Linked DNA regions of Mus musculus: regions 2, 3, 4, 5, 6 and 7 are each linked to region 1. A link is a contact called in public promoter capture Hi-C data. All regions are on one chromosome and are shown on one strand. Each heading gives the region's core, a stretch centred on a gene start, on an enhancer-like site or on the middle of the called end of the contact. The rest is flanking DNA. Distances are from core to core; before and after follow the strand shown. Region 1 holds the start of Usp32 (ubiquitin specific peptidase 32). Region 2 holds the start of Rnft1 (ring finger protein, transmembrane 1). Region 3 holds the start of Wfdc21 (WAP four-disulfide core domain 21). Region 4 overlaps Med13 (mediator complex subunit 13). Region 5 holds the start of Smg8 (smg-8 homolog, nonsense mediated mRNA decay factor (C. elegans)). Region 6 holds the start of Tubd1 (tubulin, delta 1). Region 7 holds the start of Prr11 (proline rich 11).

The links. Promoter capture Hi-C pulls out the DNA fragments that hold promoters and counts their contacts.
Region 2: a promoter capture Hi-C map of liver shows a contact between it and region 1, with 8 times the contacts expected there. The contact joins the promoter of Rnft1 here to the promoter of Usp32 in region 1. A contact is called at or near these places in 3 of 39 promoter capture datasets (hippocampal neurons, liver and pre-B cells) and 1 of 484 Hi-C or Micro-C datasets (B cells).
Region 3: a contact with region 1 is called in a promoter capture Hi-C map of pre-B cells, with 4 times the contacts expected there. The contact joins the promoter of Wfdc21 here to the promoter of Usp32 in region 1. A contact is called at or near these places in 2 of 39 promoter capture datasets (liver and pre-B cells).
Region 4: a contact with region 1 is called in a promoter capture Hi-C map of liver, with 6 times the contacts expected there. The contact joins the enhancer-like site here to the promoter of Usp32 in region 1. A contact is called at or near these places in 5 of 39 promoter capture datasets (the C10 cell line, hippocampal neurons, liver and 1 more), 1 of 484 Hi-C or Micro-C datasets (embryonic stem cells) and 2 of 115 datasets of contacts at active chromatin or transcription factors (astrocytes and stem cell-derived neural progenitor cells).
Region 5: a contact with region 1 is called in a promoter capture Hi-C map of liver, with 12 times the contacts expected there. The contact joins the promoter of Smg8 here to the promoter of Usp32 in region 1. A contact is called at or near these places in 4 of 39 promoter capture datasets (hippocampal neurons, liver and pre-B cells).
Region 6: a contact with region 1 is called in a promoter capture Hi-C map of embryonic stem cells, with 6 times the contacts expected there. The contact joins the promoter of Tubd1 here to the promoter of Usp32 in region 1. A contact is called at or near these places in 5 of 39 promoter capture datasets (embryonic stem cells, hippocampal neurons, liver and 1 more), 1 of 484 Hi-C or Micro-C datasets (B cells), 1 of 115 datasets of contacts at active chromatin or transcription factors (astrocytes) and 1 of 9 other capture datasets (pancreatic islet).
Region 7: a promoter capture Hi-C map of liver shows a contact between it and region 1, with 8 times the contacts expected there. The contact joins the promoter of Prr11 here to the promoter of Usp32 in region 1. A contact is called at or near these places in 6 of 39 promoter capture datasets (the C10 cell line, frontonasal cranial neural crest, hippocampal neurons and 2 more) and 1 of 9 other capture datasets (adipose tissue).

The regions. Positions count from the first base shown.
Region 1 is chr11:85,138,165-85,141,921 of GRCm38.p6, forward strand. It overlaps Usp32 (ubiquitin specific peptidase 32), which reads right to left and starts at 1,791. Exons shown (of 34, transcript NM_001029934.1): 1 at 1,547-1,791. The coding sequence starts at 1,604. It also overlaps a transcript of 1700125H20Rik not described here.
Region 2 is chr11:86,482,738-86,486,057 of GRCm38.p6, forward strand. Rnft1 (ring finger protein, transmembrane 1) reads left to right here and starts at 1,920. Exons shown (of 9, transcript NM_029788.5): 1 at 1,920-2,062.
Region 3 is chr11:83,744,706-83,748,220 of GRCm38.p6, forward strand. Wfdc21 (WAP four-disulfide core domain 21) reads left to right here and starts at 2,235. Exons shown (of 3, transcript NM_183249.2): 1 at 2,235-2,418. The coding sequence starts at 2,322.
Region 4 is chr11:86,351,889-86,355,437 of GRCm38.p6, forward strand. Med13 (mediator complex subunit 13) reads right to left here. Exons shown (of 30, transcript NM_001080931.2): 2 at 3,386-3,549. Among named protein-coding and RNA genes, the nearest start is that of Med13, 3.9 kb to the right of the region's middle. Within about 2 kb of position 1,478, at least 13 of the 459 cell types and tissues checked have an H3K27ac peak or open chromatin away from gene starts, as enhancers often do. A contact at or near this core is called in liver, where this site is marked.
Region 5 is chr11:87,084,788-87,088,594 of GRCm38.p6, forward strand. It overlaps Smg8 (smg-8 homolog, nonsense mediated mRNA decay factor (C. elegans)), which reads right to left and starts at 1,990. Exons shown (of 4, transcript NM_024262.1): 1 at 208-1,990. The coding sequence starts at 1,966.
Region 6 is chr11:86,542,783-86,546,308 of GRCm38.p6, forward strand. Tubd1 (tubulin, delta 1) reads left to right here and starts at 2,209. Exons shown (of 9, transcript NM_019756.3): 1 at 2,209-2,448. It overlaps Rps6kb1 (ribosomal protein S6 kinase, polypeptide 1), which reads right to left and starts at 2,025. Exons shown (of 15, transcript NM_001114334.2): 1 at 1,784-2,025. The coding sequence starts at 1,924.
Region 7 is chr11:87,106,925-87,110,432 of GRCm38.p6, forward strand. It overlaps Prr11 (proline rich 11), which reads right to left and starts at 1,790. Exons shown (of 10, transcript NM_175563.5): 1 at 1,717-1,790. It overlaps Ska2 (spindle and kinetochore associated complex subunit 2), which reads left to right and starts at 2,337. Exons shown (of 4, transcript NM_025377.3): 1 at 2,337-2,380. The coding sequence starts at 2,348.

The DNA.
Region 1 (3,757 bases), core at 541-3,040:
TCATGCAGCCGGGCGGTGGAGGTGCACGCCTTTAATCCCAGCACTTGGGGGGGCAGAGGCAGGTGGATTTCTGAGTTCGAGGCCAGCCTGGTCTACAAAGTGAGTTCCAGGACAGCCAGGGCTACACAGAGAAACCCTGTCTCGAAAAAACAAAACAAAACAAAACAAAAAAAAAAAAGAATAATCATCATGCAGATATGGTAAGGAAGAACCACTAAAAGGTGTATTTTCGCTATTCTGCTCAGCCCCAAAATTGATGCAGCTACAATTCTGTATCTTATTTTCTGTTTATTAGGTTGTGGGTCCAATGAACTTATTTCTCTTTGTATATGAACTAGATCTCATTTCTAAATCCTCACTTTAAAATGTCTTTTTCATCATATTTTAAGTTTCTATCCCAAGCTACTAAAAACACCTGGCGCATGACTGAATTTACTTATTTATTTATTTATTTATTTATTTTGGTCTTAGAAATCTGTTAACAATAATGTCTGGCCACTAATCTGCTTAATGTTTTTCACTTCTTACCAAGAAAATCCATTAAACATCAAAGAGAACTACAAGCACCACACAGACACACTCTCAAATCTCAGTCATGAAAAATTAAGTCACATTCCGGCCATAAACTGTGCAAGACACTTCCAGTTAGCACGAGCTTTACACTGACAATCGTATCAGAGTAAGTGGTAGGGGGTTGGGGGCTATTAACAACACAGTGTGAATCAGAGCCAAGAGCAGCAGCCGTTGACAGCAAGGCCAGTCTCTGAAGGGAGCTGTAATACAGTATCACAATGCTGGGTTTCCGAATGCCATTTTAAGGGAGCGAGGGGGTAAGAACTGGGAATCAAGTGTACTAAAACCGTCTGATCAATGTCCGAGGAGAGGAAACCTAAGACAAGGTCTTATGAACATCAGCTGTCTAATCTGTTCTCACCTTAAACACAACTTCACTTTCAGGTCGTTCTTAATCAAAGTCAACCGCTCAAAGGGTGAAGGATGGCAGGAGTAAATGGAAGGATAGTCATCGCCCTCAACAGAGAGGCAAAGACCCTGGGAAAACCAGAGGCTCCCTAATAGAAAAGGACTTCCAGGAGCAAAACAGAACGCCCTGTCTTCTCCTCCAGCCAATGCTGTTAGAAACCAGATTAGGATGTTGTCGGAGGCTTTTTTTTTTTTTTTTAAATGAAAGAGTGATATGAGAAAATGGCACTGAAGGATGAGGGGGCCTGGAAGGGTTGAGCCACCCAAGAACCGATGGTCAGGGCTTCCCTGCACCTAAACAAGATAACAACGCCAACCGAGTGCACCGGCAATGGCCAGCCAGCGCCCGGTACCCCCGTCACTGCCAAAGCTTCGCCCCCTCCCCTAGTGCCCCAATTCCCACACCCCGCTTCCCCTTCCACCTCCCTGCCCTCGATATTCCCACGGCTGGCCTCCCGGGTCCTTCGCCAGGCACCCCACGCCCCAGCCTCCTCTCCCTCCGGCCACCCACCCCTGGGCGCTCCGCGCTGGCCTCCCCGCAGCTCACTCGACCCCTCCCCCTCACCTCTCCTCAGCGCCTCCTCGTAGCTGAGGAATCCGATCCGTGACTCCTTGGCGCCCATGCTCCCCTCATCCCCTCGGCCGGGGGTCGGAGCCTGCTTTCGCCCCCACCCCCCTCCCGCCTCCTTCGCGGCGTCGCCGGCTGACGGTGTCGGCGTCCCCGGCCCCCTCCTCCCCCAACACTAACAAGTGCGGCTTCTGCCCCAGCGACTCCTCCCGGCCGCCGCCGCCGCCTCCATGCCGAGTCACGTGACCCGCTCCCACCCCGCCCCCTTCCCCTCCCTCCTACTCCGCCCTTCTCCTCTCTCTCCTCCCTTCGCGTCTCGCCTCACTCCTCCTCTCCTCCCTTCCGCCCCCACCCCGCCCTCCCGCCAGCACCGCCGCGGGTCACCTGACCCAAGGCCCGGGACGGTTCCGGGTAATGGCCGCCGGGGGGCCACGCTCCGCCCCACCCCACGCTAAGAGCGCGCAGGGGGGGCGGGGCGGCCTCGCCACACGTAGCACGTCATCCCTATCTTCCTGCCAATCCTAGGCCTCGAATCCCGCCGCGGCGCTCAGCTGGCCAAGAGGGCAGTGACTTCCGGGGCGCCCGAGGACGGGTCTTCCCGCCCCCCACGTTCTGGCGTTCGACGGGCGGGGCCGGAGCGATGACGGTTGGTGCTGCGGTGGCCGCGACCCACCTTGGAAGACTAGGGGAATGTTAGGGAGCAGGGGGGGTCTGAGGAAAGCGGTGCGGGCGACAAAAGGAGCGGGCAGGCGGGGGACCCCTAACGTTCGGGGGATGTTGGCAGAAGTGGAAGATGAGACTCACGGCTTCTCTGAGAAGATACCTCTTTTTCCTTCTAGAGATGGAGCCTCAGGACAGGGCAGTGGACCTTGTCGCAGTATTTTACTTTCTACGCCTTCCCATTCTCCAAACGCGGCTGCCTTAGCTTTTCTTTCAGAGGCCCAAGCCACTATGTTGGTCCATTTTTCCCTCTGAACCTGTTGCCTCCCTCCCCCAATTTTTTTAAGCCGCATTAGATGTTTTGTTTTGGGTGTTTGTTTCTGACGCAGGGTTCTGCTTTGTAACCCAGGCTGTCCTCGAACTTGTAGATTCGCGTGCCTCAGTTTCCCATGTACTGGTTCTACAAGAAACACCACACCCAGCCCTGCCACCTTCATGCTTCAACCAAACACTTGCCCTCTAAAAATGAGACAGTTCAAAACTGAGTAGCTTGCTTTAAAATACATATATTTTATGTATAATACATATGTATATAGTGTGTGTGTGTGAATTTAGTAGCATTAACATTTACATCGTTATTCAGTCTTAGTTTATCTTCAGGACTACTTGATCTAGTAGAGAACTGAAACTTTCAACAGTAATGTTGGTTCATCAAGGCAACTACATTTCTCCTGTGACTGGCTTATTTCACTTAACATGGCTCATTGTGTTGTAGCATATCAGGCATGTGGTTCAGCAATTCCACTTCTCAGTATATAGTCCCGAAGTATGTCTTTAAAGGGATGTGTGAACAGCTATTTATGCACTCAGCATTTATAGTATATACAATAGTCAAAACGTTAAAAATAAATGTCATAAGTTAGTAAACAAAATGTGGTGTATAAACACAATGGAATGTTTTTCCATTTCCTTTTTCTGGGTGGGGGAACCAGTGAGACAAGTTCTAGCAGTTGCCTGGACTGGGACTTGTGGCAGTCCTCCTGTCTCTGCCTCCAGATGTTGGAAGCCTATGCCCCACACCTGGTTCCCATTTCATTTTCACTCTGATGTGTATCTGTCTTCACCATGAAAGTCATGCCATTGGGTGGGTGGATATGGGGGACTTTTGGTATAGCATTGGAAATGTAAATGAGTTAAATACCTAATAAAAAATGGAAAAAAAAATAAAAATAAAAATAAATACTGGCAAAAGAAAACAGAAAAAAAAAAAAAAAAAAGAAAGTCATGCCATGAAGCTTCTCAATAAGGAAACATTGAAAACAATAGCTGTTTGATCTGAGGAGACTGGAGGTGCCAATTAGATCATTTAGGCCCGGCAAAAAATGATTTCAGTTCCTGAAGCCGACTGATAGTCACATGCCCTGCCAGCGAAAAGTGTTTCTCTACTTTCCTGGTGGACCAGATCTCCAGCGTGGTAGCCTTAGTCACAACACTGCCTTTTCCAGTTCTCTGAGGCACTCAGTAAGACCTGAGATTAGTTGTAGTACT
Region 2 (3,320 bases), core at 670-3,169, 1.3 Mb after region 1:
GATGGCTCAGAGGTTAACAGCACTGGCTGCTCTTCCAGAAGTCCTGAGTTCAATTCCCAGCAACCATGTGGTGGCTCACAACCATCTGTAATGAGATCTGGTGCCTTCTTCTGGTGTGCAGGCATATATACAGGGAGAACGTTGTATACATACTAAATGAATCTAAAATAAATACATAAAAAAATAAAATGGGAATTTGAACATTAGGTATATTAAGTTTACAAACTGTTGTTCTGCTGTCGTTGGGGCGTGATTATGTGACATTTCATGATTTTCCTGCTGCCTAAATTTGCATTTATGTTATTTTTTGAGATTTAGAGTTTTACTCTGGGGCTGGTGAGATGGCTCAGTGGGTAAGAGCACCCGACTGCTCTTCCGAAGGTCCAGAGTTCAAATCCCAGCAACCACGTGGTGGCTCACAACCATCTGTAACAAGATCTGATGCCCTCTTCTGGAGTGTCTGAAGACAGCTACAGTGTACTTACATATAATAAATAAATAAATCTTTAAAAAAAAAAAAAAAGAGTTTTACTCTGTATCATAGATTGGCCTGGAACTCACAGCATCTTTCTGTCTTAGTCTTCAAAATTCTAGGATTACAATCATGAGCCACTAATGCTTATCATACGTTCATTTTAGTTTAAAATAAAACTACTCACATAGGATCTCTGCTGTGCACAAAATTTGCAGTCTCAGTTGGCTCCCTGGAACCCAAATAAAGGTAGGAGAGAAAATTTCCCAAAAGTGTCCTCTGTCGTACCAGTTCAGGCACTACCTGTCACCATCACGCACAGGCACAAATAGGCCTGTTCTACTTGGGACCAAGTCTTAAAAAAAGAGAGTGCTAATGTGCTGGTCACAGAGAGAAGCAGATCCAAAAGAGCATTGGGATTTTTTAAAGTGCTTTTTGACTTGAGAGAAATTTAAGAATAGTCTCAAGATGAATGAAGGGCTGAGGCTAAAACCAGTAGATTCAGTTATACTACTATGAAAGGAAGACAAAATTTCATGGCTAAGGAGATTTTGACAAGGTATTTGAAAGGTTTAAGTCAGGTAGAAAGACAAAATTACTGGACACGTAACTCAGAAGTGTCTCTGCAAAAAGCCAAGTGTGTGCAAAACGCCAGACTTTTGCCTAGTCACGTCAGCCTCCGATGAAATACTTAATTTCAAGAATCATAGGAATCCTGTTATACATATGATGTCCTAGATTTTCCAGAACTGTGTTTTTTTTTTTTTTCCTTGTAGTATCTTTTTTCCCCTTTAGTAGCCTTTATTTTAGAAGTCGAGTTCCCTGCTCGCCAACACGGGGTTTTCTAAATCTACTTCCAGGGCCTCACAAACTTCCTGGCGCGTCTGATATCCAGTTCTGGCACCCGGTTCTGGCACGAACTAGGGCACACTGTTCAACTTCAGGCTTGGAACCCGAATCCAGGTCACACAACCTCTCTGCCCAGGCAGCCCAGCGGGTCTGGCGTAGCTAGCAACACGCAGCCGGAAGCCAGATCGCGGCTCCCGGTACGCAGCCCGCTGCCGAGCAGGTTCCTGGACCTACCCATTTTCAACCTCAAGTACTGAAGGACTCCGAAGCGTGTGACTGATCACTAATACACGCAAGACGTGACAGCCACGCAGACTTAATTAGCACACACGTCCGCCACTACGCCACTCGTATAACATCACCAACAGGGCCACAGGGCGACAGGGCGGGTCTACGATGTTCAGGGCGGGGCCTAGATGCGCCCTCCTCCTCCTCCTCCCAGTGAAGGCGGGGCTAGGGACTCGGGACAGGGCCTAAAGGTTCCCTTCTCTGCTGGGAAGGGCGGGGCCGGGATGAGCGCGGGGCGGGGCCTAGAGGCTCCTTCTTCCACTGGGCGAGGGCGTGGCCCGGCGAAGGCGGGCCGCGCGTGACGACGTCTAGGGAGCGCGCGCGCCGCCGCGGGGCCAGGCCGAGCGCTGCTGGTGGCGTCCGAGGCTGAAGGCTTGGCGAGAAGGGCTTGCGGCCGCGTGTCGGGCTGTTGGTATTGTGGCTGCCGAGGCCGCCCGCTCCTGGTCATGAGAGGTCAGGCCTGGGGAAGGGGGTGAGGCGGAGGGTTTCCGGGGAGAAGAGCCGAAGCTCGGACGTGGGTGGAGAACTCTGTCCTCGCGGATTCCGGAAGAGTTGGCGTTGACTTTTCTTTCTCCCTTTCCCCTTTTCTTGTTTATGTATGAAGGAGGGCAGGTTTTGTGTTTCTTTTTTAATAGCAGAGACACAAACTGTCCTGTCCCAAGTCGCTCTTCAGAGAGTGAGGCGATAGAGCCGCTGTGGCTTCCGAGCCTCTTCGAAACGTCACACAGTAACTGCACGGTTTCAGCCAGCCAGCCTCCGCCGCAGCTAGCTCCATCGCGGGGGAAACGGGAGAGGCCCGGCGGTGGGCTCTGCGTTTCGTCGGGCGACAGCACGATTCTGGCACCCTGGTCCGAGATCCACACTGGATCACGTAGGGATCTTGCCCTGCCCACAGCCTCTCTTCTGACACCCCTAACCAAGCCGATGGTGGCATTTTTATTCGGGAGGCTAACTCCTTATTTAGACTAAAGCATCACTTAGCAATTACGTGATGACTCCCCCTAAGGGTCCTCTTTCAAAGGCATTTGACTAACATTCTTTTGGAAGGAGAAGCAATATTCTCGGTGGCACCATTAATTACTGAAAACCTTATTAGCTTTGTGGAAGCTGTTTCAGCATAAAATGAAGTGTTTATTATCTTTGTTGATGCTTAATTAAGGCACTGATTTTTTTCCTTCTAAACATTAATGAATCTGTAAAAAAAAATCTATTGTATTTATTTAGTGTGTGTGTCAGAGGACTTGTGGGAGTCAGTTCATTGCTTCCACCATATGAGTTTAGGGGATTTAACTCAAATTAAAGGTCTTGACTTACCCAGCCATCTCACCCACCCTTAGCAAACTTCCTGATGTGGACTCTGCCTCAGAGTACATGAGCCAACTTATTCAGCATTAGTGCTGCTATTCACTGTGGTATCTGCTGGGCACCCCTTTGACTCTTTGCTGATGTCTTTTGGCACATTTGAAAAATCAAGACATCTGCAGTGCTTTGTACTTTAAGTAGCCCCTGGTTCAAAACTCTTGGTTTGCCAAGTTGGACTTCGAGGTTGGAGTGGGGCAGGGCAGCAGAGCTTTGACAGTTGCAAAGATTGAAGGACCTGAAACTTGTCTGTGACTGTCAACTGCCCCTTTAGTGAACAAAGGACACCTAATGAACCGATGCACTGCTTGTGATTAACTTAGAATGCTTTCTGCTCTTTGATTTTACTTTT
Region 3 (3,515 bases), core at 985-3,484, 1.4 Mb before region 1:
TCAGGACCCAATAAAGCGCATGCTTAGGGCATCAAAAGTAAACTCAGAATTAAGGCTATCTGAAGAGAGATGAGAATGATCTCCATACACCTTTGACCTTTGTGTAACTTCAGAAATGGTTTTATTTCCAGTCTCAGTATTGTGAAAATATGGAATTACATGAAAACACACTGTGTACCCCCTTCAGTGCTTAAGATCTCTAAAAAGTCTTTATTAGTTGTTATGGTTCAAGCATAGCATGTCCCCACCATGGGCTTGGATGCTTGAATACTTGGTCCCTAGTAGGGGGTGCTGTCTGGGGAGGCTTCAGAAACTTGAGGAGCTAGAGCTTGTTTGAGGGAAGTAGGGTACTAGGAATGGGATGGAAGACTTAGGACCTGTTCTCTGTGTGTGCCTCTCCGTTTGTTTCTCTCTGTGTGTCTCTCTCCATCTGTCTGTCTCTCTGGTCTCTGTTTTTCTTCGGATCACTTCATGTCTCACTATCTCTGTCTCTCTTTCCCTCTTCTCGTCTGCAAAGCTGTGAGACGTCCTAGCTGCATAGATTGCTATGCCTTCCCCACCGTGATGACAACACCCTCAAATAGTGAACCGGGCGGAGCCAGAAAAAATCCTTCCTCCTTCCAGTTACATTAGCCAGGTATTTTATCACAGTGACGAGAAGTCAGTAATATACCAGATTTTGGACTATTGCAGAAATTGTACACCAGTGGGCTAGGCAGAGTGGAGTTAAAGCAGCTTGCAAAAATACTTTCTGCACGGCCCATAACTCTGTCTTCTAACCCCCTTGAGAGAGCTAGCAGTGTATGGCATCAGTTGTTTGTCAGAGGACCTCCAGCTTGTGGCATGTAAGATCTGTGACAAATGAAAGGAAGAGACTCTTCCTGTAGCTCCAGAATTAGGAACCATAGTCCTTGTGAAATGATAGTCCTCTCTTCCTCCCTCTCTCCCCTCGTGTGCGTGTGCGTGTGCGTGTGTGCGTGTGTGTTCCTAGGAATTAAACTTAGGGCCCCTGCCCTCTACTGTTGAAATAAACCATTTTCCCAGACACCTACAAAGGCACAACAAACTGATCCTGTGACTTCTCCCTCTCCCTCTTACCCCCTGCTTCCAGCTCATTTCATGTTAAGGTATTTTATGAGTTACAGTATTTGTCTTACTTAGGGTTTCTATGACTGCAATGAAACACCATGACCAGAAAGCCAGTTGGGGAGGAAAGGGGCTTTTTGGCTTACACTGCCAGATCATTGGAAGAAGTCAGGACAGGAACTCAAGCAGGGCTGGAACCTGGAGGCAAGAACCATGGAAGGAAACTGATTACTGGCTTGCTCAGTCTGCTTTCTTAGAGATGCTAGGACCACCACCAGCCCAGGGATGGCACCACCCACAATGGGCTGGGCCCTCTCCCATTGATCACTAATTGAGAAAATGCCTTAGAGCTGGATCTCATAGAGGCCTCTTCTTCACTGAGGCTCCTTTCTCTCTGGGAACTCTAGCTTGTATCAAATTGACACATTGTGTGTGCTCCTCCCCCACCACCAGGGAAAGAAGAGGGTATCTCCCCTGGCACCCAAACCACAGATGGTCTGAGTTACAAATCACTCATCTGGATTAGCAGGCGTGTCTACAAGAAGGAAGAAGTGAAAGCTCACACCTGGGCTAGTTGTCACTCTCACCCCACTCACTCTCCAAGTCGCACAGCAGTGGTGCAGCCTGAGAGGCATCCTGGGAGGGTTTGATGTAGATATTGACAGCTGGGGTTCCCCAAAATGAAGGCTCCAAACAGCAGAGATGATGGCATCAAGGCAGAGGGAACGACGCTGGCTTACTGTCTCCTCAACAGGTGGCCGCACCCCACTGGCTCTCCCACGGTCTCTCCCTGCCCTCAGTTACAGGAACAACTGTCCTAGAGCAAGGAGAGAGAAGTACAAAAGCAGATGGTGTCCTAGCTGACACCCAGCTCCTGGATTGTCATTCCCTGAGGACACATTCCTTATCACAGCTCATTCCTGGCCCAGAGTAGATCTCTAATACTTCATTGAAAAGGAACGAGAGTCCCTTACCACCCCAGCTTTCCAACTTTAGGAGGACTATCTGTGGAACAGAGGGTGTTCTGTGGCACGGAGCTTGGCTTGAGTAAGATGGCACTACCCAGGACATACATAGTGTGTGTCCCTGGCAATGCTGGTTTCCAGGCGGGGCTTTGGCTTCTGTGGTGTGCAGGCCCGCCCCTAGCCTTGCTGCCTAGCTCAGTGGGTGAAGAGGTTTAAATTCTGGCAGCTCTTGGCCCTGCTGCGTATTGGCTAACATCCTTCAGCAGCAGCATGAAGCTAGGAGCCTTCCTTCTGTTGGTGTCCCTCATCACCCTCAGCCTAGAGGTACAGGAGCTGCAGGCTGCAGTGAGACCTCTGCAGCTTTTAGGTACGTCTGGGCAAACACGGTTGCACTATTCTTCCTCAAGTGAGGGGTGAGAAGACATCCAGAACCAGTGTGTGCAGGAAGGAGGGAGAAACTGGAGGAAAGAGTTCTCTTTAGGATCCTCCTTGATGGTCACCTCTGAATTCCCCAGAACAGAATCCCTCTTCTGCTTTCCCTCTCTCCATTCCCTGGGTCACCTGACTGGACCCCCCTCCTGCTTGCTCCTCAGCCAAGCTCCCTCTCCCAGACGTCTCCTTCTCTACTGGCGTCTACCTTGACCTGTCTACAGAAAATATTCTTGTAATTATGCTAGACACAGGTCAATCTCAATCTTCTTTACCAATATTATTCTCAGAAAGGGTTTTGTTGCCGTGGGTTTTCATTGTTGTTTGTTTGTATGTTTGCCCAAGCTGGCCAGGAACTGACTGTGTAACCCAGGCTGACCTCAACAACATGGCAATCTTCCTGCTTCATCTTGCTATGCTGGGATTACAAGCACAATCCACCCCATCTTATTTGGCCTCAAAGGACTACTCTTAATCCTCTGCCCATTCTTCCCTTAGCCCTTTTGTGACCACAGCCTCATCAAACTCCTGACACACTCTCCTCTGTAATAAAGTCTCGCCTTTGCAGACTGATGCTGTCTGCCCACCCCTACCCCACAACCCCTATCCTACAGCCAGCCAGCCCTGGATTATCTTGGACTGAATGCTTGCCCCTAAATGTCTTTAGATAGAGTTTAGCCTCTCGTCTTCACTCCATCAACTACCTGTTTTTGAAACAGTTTGCATCTCTTCCGTCCTTTGCCCTCTGTTGCCTCACTGTGTCCATCCCTGATTACTCCACAGCCCTGCCATTGCAAAAGCTTCCCAGAAGCCCTCTCCACCCCCTCTTCCTTCTTGGATGTGCTTACTAGTTGGATCCTGGTTCTGTCTATGCCTTTGCAGCAGATAATCCTCCCAAATGACCTTCTCTCAGTTTATTAAGTGAAATCCCAAATCCACAGGTCCTGATGGCCTGCTTGCCCTTTGCAACATTTATTTCTCCTGTTCCCAAACTCGCCCAGACCTCTACTTGCCAATCCTCCTGACTCCTCCTAT
Region 4 (3,549 bases), core at 228-2,727, 1.2 Mb after region 1:
TCACCACCTGGGTCCTTCCTGGTCCTCTTTCCTCACTGCTACACCTCCACTTGGAGCTCAGGACTGCCTCATGCAGCTGATGCCACCCCTACTGTCCAGCTGCTCTCTTCTCAAGGGAGCTTAAAAGAAGGGAACCGAGTGCCACAGATGGGAAGAAATGAAAAGGGGGTTAGCTAGAGCACAGAGGCGCACTAATTACCCCAAAAGGGAGGCAGACGGTGTCCCTGGAGCAAAAAAAAAAAAAAAAAAAAAAAAAAAAAAGGGCAAGATAAATATACTCCATCTGAAAAGACCTTATTATTCTTTAAGATAGTCTGATCTAAGTAACATTCTAAAGTAAACAACAGGTTAAAAAGAAGCTAAAACATTATATAAATACCACTGACTTTGTAAACCAAGAGTTCAGGGCTAGCTTTGAGACAGTGGACATGCTCACATGCTACTCAACAGTGTGTGTGCTCACTCTTTGGGTCACTTCCACTTTGATAAAAATATTTAGCTATTCAATAGCAGTCAGCAGACTCTGACAGCAACAAAATTTTGATTATATTCAAGGATCAGTATCTGTATTAGAGTGCAGGTATTGTCATTTTAAAATTATGCTAAAGGAGAAGGAAGGAGAAACTTTAAACTCTAACCAAGCTTTGCTTAAGAACACACTTCTGATGACCTCAAATCCAGAAGAAAAAAGCTACACAAAGTGTTTTAACAACATACATTGTTATTAAACAGCTCATATTCTATTTTAATAGACTTTTAACCTTCAAAACATTAGAATCACTATGGTAAAACTAAACACTATGTATTTAAACTTATCTTTGATTACACAAAATGTGTTCCATGGAAAGGTTTGTTCAAGGCTGTATAGAGTAGCACACAGCTGTAATACCAACCAGCACTGAGGCTGAGCTTGAGGGGGGCTTTGAATTCAAGGAACACCACAAGACTCCGTCTCAAATAATAAAGTGTATTCAGATGCTGTGCCAACTTTACCAAGAAGACTAAACTCTCATAGACTTAAGGTATTCATATAATTTCTTGTGGTATTGGGAGTTCAAAGCCAGGACCTTACTCAGGCTAGCCAAACACTCTGAGCACCATTATAGTTTTAACACTGACTGTGTTTGCTTAAACATTTCAATTTAACAACAGTGTCTAAACAGTCTATCAACATTTTAACAATGAGCCAGGGATAAAGGTCAACAGTAGAGCACTTGGTTAATATATACACATGGCCCAAGATTCAATACTTAGCACTTAAAAGAAAGTAAACAAACAAACAACCTACAAACACTTTAACTGAGGTGACTTCATGAATCATTTCAATGTTTAAAATAACTCTCACCTAAGTCAATGAAAGGAAAAGGAAGCTGTATGCTTAGCATTTAGTGCATGAAGCAGAAAGCACACCTTGCTAAAAGGCACGAAGGCTACTGATACACACTCAGACAACACAGTATGCATTTACAGATATACACTCATCTCTTTACTATCTAAAACTGTATAAGTCAAGTGTAGTAGCACACACCTTTGATCCTAGCATTGAGAAGTGGAGGCAGGAAAATCAGGACTTCAAAGCCCTAATGGACTATGTGTAACACTGTCTCAAAACAAGCAAAATCACAAACACATTATAATATTTAGAACTAAGAACTAGGTTCTTCAGTAACATTTCAGGAAAGCCAGAATGCTCTATCATAAAACAACTGCACCACTCTCAAAATGCTGAAGAATTCATTAAAAACAAAAGGTGACTTAAAAATATATAAAAGGCGCATTCTTAAACAAATGTTGACCTTAGAAAGTATTAGTTCAAGATAGAGCTATCTGGAGCCTAGTCTGATGGCACACATCTCTAATTCCAGCAGGAACCAGAAGGAATACGAGTTCAAAGGGCATAAAATGTGTTCCATGGAAAGGTTTGTTCAAGGCTGTACAGAGTAGCACACAGCTGTAATACCAACCAGGACTGAGGCTGAGCTTGAAGGGGGCTTTGAATTCAAGGCAACACAGACTCCGTCTCAAATAAAAAAGTGTATTCAGATGCTGTGCCAACTTTATCAAGAAGACTAAACCCTGTGAGTAAACTTAAGGTATTTATTTAAGTAAGGCTACATGATTTCTGGATTATATTTCATACAAAATAAAACAGATCCTACAGTTCAAAACCATAAACCACAGAAAACTAACTTTCATACAAGAAAGCTTTTTTTCAAAAGACCTAAGGAGCAGGAGAGATGGCTCGGGGATAGAGTAAAAACACTAGTCAGTCTCAGTTCGATTTCCAGAACCCACACAAAAAAACTAGATGTGGTGCATCTGTAATTCCAGCACCCCTACACCAAGAAGGGGAGCAGAGATAGGAGCAGTCAGAAACAAAGAGGGCCAGGTGGCCCGAAATAAGCTTCCTAAGGGCAAAACAATCAGTAAAACCCTGTCTCACCAAGATGGAAGAAGCAGGACTCCAAAAACGTTGTCCTCTGACCTCTACACAACATGGTGGCACACATATCTACACCCACACCTACACTCCCTGCTCACACAGAAAATTTTAAAGACCTTAAAAATTTTCAATTTAGCTGTCAAAACTCTTATCAAACTAGAACTTGGTTCCCTCCGAGAGTATCTAGTCAAAGATACACTTACACTGAGTTTAAAATAAACATAACCAGTAATTTTCATAAAGGGCTATAGTTTCTTTCTAAAGTATATTTGGCCCTAAAAGTCAAGAAAATAAAAAAAAAAGAAATATTGATGTGCTCATAATAAACCGTTTCTGTACAACCTTTCAGATAATGACCTTTGTCCTTTAAAAGTTAATGAGATGGCCCTTGTCCTTACTAATATACCCTTTGACGAAGCAGGGTCTAAAGACCCTCCCACCCCCCACCCCCCAAAAACAGCATATGCCTCCCCGAGTTAATACATAATCATAAATAATATTAAAATACAACTATACTTTTGAAAATCTATGCCAAACAAAGTTACATTTCTAGGCCTGCCCACGGGGTCAGACAAAAAAGAACACAGCAAACTAGACTCAAAGGTGAGTTACACTTGGCTTCAAGACTATTATATAACTGTAAAAATAACATGCTTCCAGATTCCATTTTTCTCAGGTTAATGAAAATGCTTTCCCTAGATACAAACTGCCTGTGAGAAATTACAGAAAGAAGCCGGGAGGTAGAGGAAGAAACTCAGTCAGAGTTCAAGTCTCCTGGAATCTACACAGGTAACTTAAGGAAACCAAAACAAAGATGGTGAAACAGAGCATGGCAACCCTCTTACAGATCCAGGCTGACAAGGCCGTCCACCACAGCAGAAGCACATTGGGAAAGTGTACAACATTGCTAAGGCACAGTTAAAAAGGATAAAGTGCTTTCACCTGATAAGTCATGGTGAATAAGGTCAGCAAAATTGGGATCTTTACCCCACCAAAATATCCACAATTCTCTTCTTCCAGGTCTTTGATCTCGCCGCCAAACACCAAGTACATCTGCCTTAAGGCATCGACTAAAACTGCTCAAAATGGGGTCTTCTTCTGTCACC
Region 5 (3,807 bases), core at 740-3,239, 1.9 Mb after region 1:
AGTGCTTGCAGCACAAGGCTAACTCCATGGGCTGGATACTTGGGACCCATGAAAAGGTTGGAGACTACTGACCTCACAACATTGCCCTCTGACCTCCAAGGGTGCGAGGTCTCTCTCAGACACACACACCACACCATACAAACACACACTAATACTAAAAGCACAGCTCCAGTTTTCAGTTCAAACTGTTGGGAACTTTGTAGCTACCTGATTTAGGTAAGGAATGAAATTTGTGGACACAGTGTTGGTCAGTCAAGCTCCTCTCTTCGCACAGCTGATGGCCATTGCTCCAAAATTTGTAGCAGTCTTCGTGTAATTGCATGGCATATTTGTGAAAGGCTGGACCTCGAGCATGCTGACTGTATACCCGAAGAGCCTGAGCAAGCTGATTCTTATGGACTGTCATGGTGTAATTATGCGGCAAGTTTGACTGGTAGGCACTATGAGCCATGGGTAAAGCTTTTTGGCACCGGTTTTCCGAGAATTTTGTGTCTATATCCAAAAACCCTTCTAAGACTTTAATACTGCTTAAAATCTTAGATGTTAGCTCCCCAGTGGGGGAGCCCAAGTCCTCTTCCTTCCCATCGATAGCCACTTCATACAACTTTGCTGCTGCAGAGATCCACTTCTGGTAAGTGGGCAGTTCAAAATGGGAAGGCTGTGGGTTCCTGCCCACACTGTCATCAAAACCTTTTTTGCTTAGGACCAGCTCCACGTGCTGCCACAGGAATTCTCGAAGAGTGAAATCCACTAGCTGGCCTGAAGAACTCGAGGTGCTGCTATCAATGTGGAAGGAGAGCTGTTGGCGGCTGTGCTGTCTCATCGCTTGGTACCGCCTAGGTCCAGAAAGGGGTGCGGGCACCAACAACGATTCTGGGTCTTTCACGGTACAATGGCTCCTAAGCTGGTCCAGCAACATGCCAATTGGGTCCTCCTCCTGGCTTCCGGGGACTATGTACACAAAAGCTTGGTTGGCAGGTACCGTAAAGAGGCAGTTGATACTCTGATTAGTCAAGACTCGACTCTTGCGAAAGATTCTATAGATCTGGTCCTCCAGGGCATGCTGCAGCCTTCTTTTGGGAGAGTGCTTCTTGGGTTTATCTGGATGAGCTGTATCCTGGCTCCGAGGCGGTTCCACCTTAAGGGCCCCATTGAGTTGAAAGAGGAAGAGGAGTCTAGGTGGGCAAGGTCGGCAGTTTAACTTCCAGTCTTTGCCAACTGGGCAATCCTTAATGGCTGTTTTGAGGAGGGGTAGTACTTTCTGTCTCAGTCCATCCAGGGCTCTGAATACACGATCATAAGTGATGTCAAAGGAACACGTCGGATGGACCAGGAGCAAGATATGACAGACAGAGAAGAGGTAAAGGAGGCTGAGACACTGTAACTTCTCCTGATGCTTCCAGAACTCGTGTGTTTCTGCATGAGGTAAAGAGAGGCCCCCTCCGGCTTCACCGCTCTGGAGGGCCCGACAAGCACGCAGAAGCTGTGAGTTGTCACAGATGGAAGTGAGAATAAGATACAGAACTTTGCTTTCCTGATTGTAATAGGCCTGCAAAAGACTGAAGTCCTGGGGACCTGGCTCAGCTCGGTTACCTTCCGCCGTAGCCATACCTCCGCGAAGTGAATCCCCGGCTGCAGCCCCGGGGTCTCCGGCTCCTCCCGCCTCTCCGACAGAGACAGCTTTGGTCTTGATTCCAGTTCCTGGATCTCCAGGATCCTGATGGTGAAAGAGTGGGAAAACCTGTCGATCGCACACAGTATTCACCAGAGAGAACTTCTCGGAGTTGAGGCGCAGAGCCGTCTTGCCGAAGATTCCCACCACGCAGATCTCATCCTCCCTCCACGGGGGCTCGGGCGTGCCAGCCGCGTTTCCCCCGCCTTCAGCGGAGGGGCCTCCAGGACTCTCAGAGCCCAGCCAGGCCGACGCCCCCATGAGCAGCTCGCGCAAGCTGACCGGCCCCGCCATGGCGGAGAAAGAGCTTCCTCTAGCGTTCTTCCGGTCCCTCGCTGATCCCAACCCACCCGGTCCTATTGTGAAATCCCTCCTCCGCCTGTTAGTCCTTGAGTTCCGGGTGTCTGTCCCTCCCCCCAACACTCCCTTCCACCCCTTTGCCTTTTCGTGTCCCTTGCAAGGTCTTAGCGCTACGTTTACTCAACTCGAGTTTAAGATATCGAAAGCTAGATTGGTTGCCGTTTCAGTTTTAAAGAATACGCCAAAACCCACAACAGTTCCAACTGATTCTTCTAACAGCTCAGCGTGGGTGGTTGATCATACTCTCACCTTTTCTGAAGACTGAGGCAGGAGAATTTCTTAATTTCTTTTTCTTTCTTTCTTTCTTTCTTTCTTTCTTTCTTTCTTTCTTTCTTCCTTCCTCCTTCCTCCTTTCCTCCCTCCCTCTCCTCTCTCTCTCCCTCTCCTTCCTTCCTAACTTCCTTCCTTCCTTCCTTCCTTCCTTTCTTCCTTTCCTCCTTTCTCCCCCATGCCCCCATTCTACCTCTTAAATGCTGCGATTAAAAGCATGCACCACTACCACCCAGCAAGGAAGAAGGATTCTTGAGCACAGCAGCTGTGCTAGCCTGATAACATACCAAGACCCTGTCTCCATAAAGAAAAGAAAACAAAAAAGAAAGGACAGGAGGGAGGAGCGAGAGCACCAAACACATTGTTGCACTTCTGTGATTCCAACATTCAGATATTGCTCTTACAGAGAAAAGGAGCTCTTGTTTTGCAGCACCCATGGCCTGCAAAACACACACACACACACACACACACACACACACACACACACACACTCCAAAATTAATCTTTAAGAAATAGAAGACGTGGAGGTGGAGAGCTACGTGTCTAGTATGCAGGAAGTCCTGTGTTCTATCCTCAGCACCAGTATAAACTGGGTATAGTGGCCCATGCTGCAAACCCAGCACTTGGGAGGTGCCAGAATGATTAGAAGTTCAAGATCATCCTGAGCTATGTCTCAAATTCAATGCCAGTCTGAACTGTAAGAAAACTGTAAGTCGTGGTGGCACGCTCCTTTAATCCCAGCACTCCGGAGGCAGAGGCAGGCGGATTTCTGAGTTCAAGGCCAACCTGGTCTACAGGACAGCCAGAGCTACACAGAGAAACTCTGTCTCGAAAAACCAAAAAATAAAAAAATCTGTTTCAAAACAAAAAGATAAACATCAACAAAAGAATTGTAGAAAATTCTAGGGAGGCAGAGGCAGGTGGATCTCTGAACTGAATTTGAGGCCAGCCTGGCCAACAGACTGAGTTCCAGGACAGCCAAGGCTACCCAGAGGAACTCTGTCTCAAACAAACAAACAAACCAATTGTGGAAAATTAATCTAATAATTTAGCATAGTGGAAATATGAATAAGTGTGCGTGTGTGTTGCTGGGGATCTAATTCATGTCTTTGTGAATGCTAGGCAAGTGCTCTACCACTGACTACATTTGTAATAGATTCTTTCTTTCTCCTTCTCCCTCCCCAACCCATTGTAGGTTCAATTGCCCTGGAACTCTTGTCCCTCCTGATTGGTCTATCTTCACACCCCAAGTGCTGGCATTACAGATGTATACCATCCATGCTTTTCACTTCTTACAATACTTATGGTTTTAAGCTAGACATAGAAGTAGGTCACTTAAGCCGAGTATGGTGGCACATGCCTTTAATCTCAGCACTCGGGATGCAGAGGCAGGCGAATTTCTGAGTTTGAGGCTAGCCTAGTCTACAAAGTGAGTTCCAGGACAGTTACAGTGAAACCCTGTCTCGAAGGAAAAATGAAGGAGGAGGAGGAGGAGGAGGAGGAGG
Region 6 (3,526 bases), core at 959-3,458, 1.4 Mb after region 1:
TTCATCCTCTGATCCACTTTTCCTGTCCCCCTCCTCAACATCCTTTCAGAATCCTTCCTGCAAAACAAAAGCCCAAGAGTAGGCCAACACTCAAGCACCTACTGTTCCTGAAGCACACTGAGAGAGAGAAAAAGAAATAAGGCTCCATCCAGTTCATACCAAGAACTGTAATGCACTACTGTACTCTCCAAGGATGATAAACCCAGACTGAAAATTCCACCAGCAACTAATCACAGTACTCACAGAAGTGCTCCTTACCAGTTTTCTCTCTGGCTCTACTCCAAAACCACTGCCATATGGAACCAATATAACTGAACAGTGGATCACATTTATAATTAAAGTAATCCTGTGTGTGCTTCAAATTTAGAACTCACCACATCTGATTAAAAGGCTAAGTGGAATTCCACATGAAAACATGAAATTAAAAAGTGCGTGTAATACCCACATTTAGAACTCTGAAATTCTAACTGAGACTCACTTGATTATGAAAAGAATAATCTATGTGGGCCCACTTAATTTCCTAAAGTGTTCAAAGTCCTTTATACATAGCATTTCAATAGTTTGCCAGAAGGGCACAATTTATTCACTAAAGGAAAACTGGGGGTGAGAAGGAGACCCCATGTAAATACAGCAACTATCTAACATCAGCCATAAACCCATATTCTTCTACAGATGACTTAAAGACATTTAAAGTCACTAGGAGGTTATTACTGATGACATTTGTCCAAGATTGGTTATTTAGTTTGATGTATTTTTTTAACCCTTGGTGTAAAATATGTACGTTTCAGTAAGTATTACTGTAGAAAAAATGGTATACATAAATAACAAACTACTAGGACAGCAAAGGTAAAGCCAAGATGTGCACTAGAAAAGCGACTCTAAATTTAAACTTCAGCAAGGAAAACCCTCACACCACTATTCACAAGTCTCGGTTCAAGCAATTTATTTTTGGCGAGACAAATCACAGCTGTCAACGCTTTTTTTCCCACCCTACAATTACATAAATTATTCTGAAAAAAAAATATAGACATCTTCAACTTGAAGGGAATTAACTTACAAATGCCGTGTGTCGTTATGAATGGGGGTTTTTTTTTCCTTTAAAAAGTCACACGGAAGGGGGGTTAAAAATAAAAGGCAAACAAACAAACCCTGGAAGATGCAGCAGAGCCCCCTTGCTCCCGAAATAAAACTCCTGGTGGCTGTCACAGCAGTGCTACTCCCGACAGAAGTTTTCAGCTGTCACTTCTAACAGCTGAGCGCTTCCTAGGAGAGAAGCGACAGGCCGAGAAGAGAGGTGGTTGTGGGGAGTCTGAAGATTTAAGGCTTGCAATCTTACACTCCACAGGGAAACCCTTCCGCATCTCACCTGCACTAAGGGGGACACCCCAACAAGATCGGCCCTCCCCACCCCCAGCACACGCTCACACCACCCGGGCCGCACTCAAGCCCCACAGCTCCAGAAGCCGACCGCGCGCCTTTTCTCCTCGGCGCTCCAGAAACACATTGCTCCGGGGCAGCGCTCAGCTAGGGATCAGGGCGAGCCCTGCACCTGCGCGCCCCGCAGAGGCCTCACACCTAGGGCCAGGTCCGTCCGCCCGCCCGCCCGCTCCCCGACTCGGCCGCGCGGCGCCTCAGCTCCTCCCGGAGACCGCTCGCGTCCCCCCCGGGTCTCCACGCCCTCGGGCACACCAGGCTTCCCGGGCCCACGCCGCCACCCCGGCCCTGTCACCTCGCCGCTGCCCCCCCACCCCGCCGCCCATACCCCGGGGACCCCGGGCCTCACCCCCTCCTCCAGCTCATCCTCAGAGCCTGCATCTTCTGGCTGGTCCAGGTCTATGTCAAACACTCCTGCCATGTCCTCAGCTTCCCTGTGTCGGAAGTCAGGCGCTAGGTAAAAGCCGTCCCGCCTCCGTCGTCGCCTCATGGGCCCGGACCCGCCGCAGACTCCACGGCTGCTGCCGCCATCACCGGCTGCTTAAGCTCAATGCGTCTGCGCCTAGGCCCCAGACTGGCTCCTCAAGTTCAGCTCCGGCGCATGCGTACAAAGTCTTCTGAAGCCATACAGTGGGCAGCGGACATGCGTAGCATTAGCTCCCGGGGCCAGGTACTGGCAGGAGCATGCGCAGAACACCGTCCGAAGCCAAGCCGGGAAAGTACAGCTTGCGCGTTTCTGTCTAAGGCGTTTGCCGGACACGGAGCATGCGTACCATATCTGAAGTTGATAAATTGAAATTGAACATGCGTGATTAGCCTTCCTAAATAGAAGAAGGGAAACGAGGGTCGAAAAAAGACAAGCCCTCAGCAGAGCTCTTCGCATAAGGAGCGAGCGCATTTATTTGTTCTAAGTAGTTTTTTTTTTTAAAGTATTGAAAGTGAGCATGCGCGTAGTGAGAGGGTTGGTCTTCTGAAGTTTGAACCGAACTGAAACTGCCGGTCGCAGAGCTGTCAGTGAGTGTGGGGTTACCGGGGAGCTGATAGGGAAGAAAGGCAAAGAGAGACTCTTGTCTTTGCTATTTGCTAATTCAGTGGCTTGGAAAAGTTACATAACCCTTCGGTAACTCAATTTCCTTAACTGTAAAGTGAGAATAGAATTACCTACAATGCAGTCTTAGACGTTAAGTTGAAAATCTGGTTCACAAGCCTCTGCTCCTTTCCGGGGCTACATAGACTTGATGTGAAGCACTTATCAAAAATACTCTTTTTAAAATAGTCCCTGTTCTCCGAGAGGCTGAGGCAGAAGGATCATGTGTTTCAAGTCAGCCCAGACTAATTAGACAGTTTCAGGCGTAACTGGGCTACATAGAGAGATGTTGTCTAAAAACAAACAACGTCGTTTAAAAATAATAAAGATTTAGTTTCATATTTTATCTGGTCTTTCTCTAAGCTCCAACTTTGTTTTTCTTTCTTTTCTTTCCGAGACACGATCTCGCTATGTAGCTCTGGCTGTCCTGGAACGCACTGTGTAGGTGCAAACTCACAGAGATCGGTCTGCCTCAGCCTCCCAAGTGTTGTTGGGTTGAAAGGCTTGCACCACTATGCCTGGATCCAACTTTATGCTAGTTGGTTTGGTTTTTGGTTTTCAGAGACAGGATTTCTTTATGTGGCCCTGGCTGTCCTGGAACTCTCTGTGTCCTCAAACTCAGAGATCTGCCTACCTCTGTCTCTTGAGTACTGGAATTAAAGGTATAGCCACCATGACTGGGCTTATTGATCTTAACTGTGCTTTCCGGGCCAGAAGACGGTTGGTGAGAAAACAGAAAATTAATGTTATTGAATGTTCTATTGTTGAGCTAACTTCTGATGTCCATGTAGTGTGAAATGTATACAAAGAATTCCTTCAGGATCATATTTCCTTTAGATTATTTATGTGTGTGAGTATATATGCACATGTGTGTGAATGTGAGCACTTATGCAAATGCACAGGAGATGAGGGCATCCAGCTCTCTCTCTCTCTCTCCCTCTCTCTCTCTCTCTCTCTGAACTTGGGGCTGAGTTTTCTCAACCAAGTGGAAGCTATCCACAGTGG
Region 7 (3,508 bases), core at 540-3,039, 2.0 Mb after region 1:
CCCTCACCTTGCTTTTGTGGTTTTATTCATGAAGTCAAATTAATTTCTCTTTATTCCCTGCAAGTCCCTCTTCCCGGCTGGAGACCAAACCCAGGCAAGTGGTCTATTACTGAGTGACTACAGTACTTAGCCCTTTGCTTTTCTTACAATAGAGAAAATGGCTGTAGTGGATTATATTATATTAAAAGATAGGTTTGTGATTCAGCAACATATAATGAGCACCTACTATGATAGGCAGATGTCATAGTGGGAGGGACCATTTGTTAAATGCCCCCTCAAGTGGGGTACAACCTACTTTTCCTCAGCTAATGTTCAATGTCCTCAAAGGTTTCAATCCCTGACAAGGAAGATTTTAGTCCTAGTGTTATACAAAATTAAGCTGAGGCTTAGACTAGCTATCTGCCTAATATAATACAATGAAGTATAATGAAGACCTATAAGTCTCCAGAGACCATGACTTTTTCTAATAGACTATGGGGCTATAGTAACTTTAACAGGCTTTATACAATTACCCAAAATGAAAGGTTTGTTTTAAGACAGGTACTTTGAAGCCAGGCAGTGATGGTACACGCCTTTAATCCCAGCACTTGGGAGGCAGAGGGAGGCGGATTTCTGAGTTCATGGGCAGCCTGGTCTACAGAGGGAGTTCCAGGACAATTGGGGCTATACAGAGAAACCCTGTCTCGAAAAACCAAAACCAACCAGCCAACCAACCAACCAAACAAACAAAAAAGACAGGTATTTTGAAACACTTAATAGTACTTAAAATATTTCTGTTTTATATTTAAATATACATCCTTATCTGAAAAAATAAAATTTAAAAAAGTCTGGGTTAGTTGTTGATACACAAGCTCCTGTCTCAGAACAATATAATTAGTCTTCTTCATGAGTTGACACTGCTGGTTCTTTAAGAACTCCATCAGTTATATGGAAAGGTCTTTGGCCAGGGGCACTTCTAAAACTGTAGCAGCAGCATAAGTGACAGATTTACTTCATCATCACTATTCTAAAACACATGTTTTACATCCCCCTCTAGTCAATTTAATTTCCATCATCAGTTTAGTTGGTTTGCCTTGAATGCTGAAGCATGATCTCTGCCATTGTCCTATAGTCAATTTTGTTTTAAGTCGTGAAGCATTGCTATCCCCAACCCCACCCGGTTCTTCCCTGTGTCTTTCTCAGAGTGACCACAGGTCCTTAGTCTTACCCAGCACACTACTAGACACACAGTAAAAGGGGTATACTTTTAAAGTAGATGTCAGAAGTCATTTTGCATCATGGAACACTGTAAAATTACCTGACATAAAATACTTCTCCATAAACGTAAATGCGCTGAAGAATGGCTGGGGAGAGCATCTGGTTAAATAAACATTGTGATAGGAAATTTGGGTAGATTCCTATAATTTGCATTTTTCGCTAGCGCCCAGAGAAGCCAATTACCGCCAGTCGGTGGGCCCCCTTTGAGAAGCAAAAAGTTACGACAAAGACTGAGCAAAAAGGCAATCACTTCAAACTATATATTGCAGTGTTAAATAAAAAATGTGTCTCAGATGTTGCCAGCGGAGCTCTTCTCCTGCCCGAAACCTTTCCTTTTCTGCTCCATCTCCCTTCCCTGTCCAGCTCAAGACCCCACCTCCATAAGAACCCAGTCATCAACAGTTCGAGTAACGGAAGACGGGACCAGGTAACAAAGAGAAAAAACGTCGTTGCACTTACTAGTCTAAGAGCCTGGGGATTAGACGAAGTTCGGGCCTAAGCCTCTTCCACACCATAAAGAAAATTTCAAAATTAAATCTTTGCCGACGAGCGACCAATCGTAGACGTGGTCTCTACAGGGTTCGTTGTCTTGAAAGGATCAAAGCACAGCTTGGACTACGATTGGCCAAAAGAGCATCACATCCTGGCCAATCGGAACTGAGGCGCTTCTTGTATGAATAAGGAAAGGCGGGCGAGAAGGGGCGGGGAAGCCGGAGAGAAAAGGAGGTGTGTCACGTCGCCTAGGCCCGCAGTGGAAGCTTTTATGTCATTGGCTGCTGCTGCTTCCGAGTACACCAATCGCAAACTCTTTTCCAAGTATGAACTTGAAAGTAGGGACCATAAGGCAGCCAATGGAAAAATTCATATATTCAGCAGCCAATCCCCCTGCGGCGTTTTGTGTCTTTGTCCAACAGGAAAGTGCGTTTTATAACGAGGGGCGTTACCCAGGCGCCAATGGGCGGGCGCCGATGGAACGTACTAGCCAATGAGCGCAAGACGTTGAGTGACAGCTGTCCAATGGAGGGCCTCAGTGCTAGCACGGCTTACAGCTTAAGCGCCTCAGCGGTCTGAGGAATGTCAACTATTCAATATGGAGGCGGAGGTCGATAAGCTGGAACTGATGGTGAGTGGAGAGTGAAGGAAACCTACTGGGTAATTAATGTGCTCCACCGATGGCCTAGAAGGTGAAGCGCATTTTAGAGTCTCCTGAAACTGGGTTGTGGAAGCTGGAACCTGAATTGAGTTCCTTCTTTCTGCACCTACGGGAGCTACCGCCGCCTTGGTCTCTTAACCGCCGCGGGGGAAGGGGTTACATCCGGGGAACTCGTGAGGGAAATGGCGGGAGATGTTGAGGGTGTGGGGCCTTTGTAATTCCCTGGTCCTGGTTTTCTCCTTCATCGGCTCCAGGAGCCGCGCCCGGCACAGATACCGCCTCACGAATTTCTACCTTCCTTGCCCAAGCGTGACTGGAACGGTCTTTAATAGCTCGGAGGAGGAGAGAGGTCGTTTACGTCTCCCGAAAAGGGGGATGGAGGATGAGGTGGGGCAGAAGTCTAGGGGCGCGGAGAAATTCAAGTCCACCATGCACCTACTCGCAGGCGAGCTGGGACAGTCTGAAAGAAGATGCTAGACTTGCACGAGAAACTTGCCCGCGGTTCCGCAGACTGGGCTCTTTGCGGCTTGGGAGAGGAGCCGCCGCGGGGACCGAGCCTGGAGCTCCTTCCCGGGGCGCGAGCGGCGTTGCCCCAGGCCCGGCTTTCTGCTTCCTAGATGCTCAATTCCTTTCCTCTGTGCAAGGAGAACCCTGGACGAAGGCCCTCAGCGGCTGCGGGCAAGGCTGGAGTGCACTGAGCGTCCAGCCGAGTGGCCTTGTCATTCTCCATCAGTGTTCTCTTTATTCCCGCCCTCCCATCCTTCCACTGCCCGCTAGATCGCCGCGCCTTTTTTCTTAGTTTTCTTGTTCTGTCTTCAGACTTCTTTTTGCATGATCACTTTTCTTCCAGATTGATCATCGGACCACCAGCCCCCTTTTAAAAAAATACCAAGATTAATATTAAAAAGTAAAACACTCCATCTGCAGTCTGCCCTTTTTCCCTCTGCGTAGGTATCCGTTGTGTCTGAGCCACTCTCTCCAAGGAAAATCTTGAGTTTGTAACTTCTGCTTTGGAATAGACTTTGGGGTGATCCTGGAAGATAGCGAGTACCACCCCGACTTCCCCATTCCCACACCAGAAGGTGTGAGGCCTCAGTT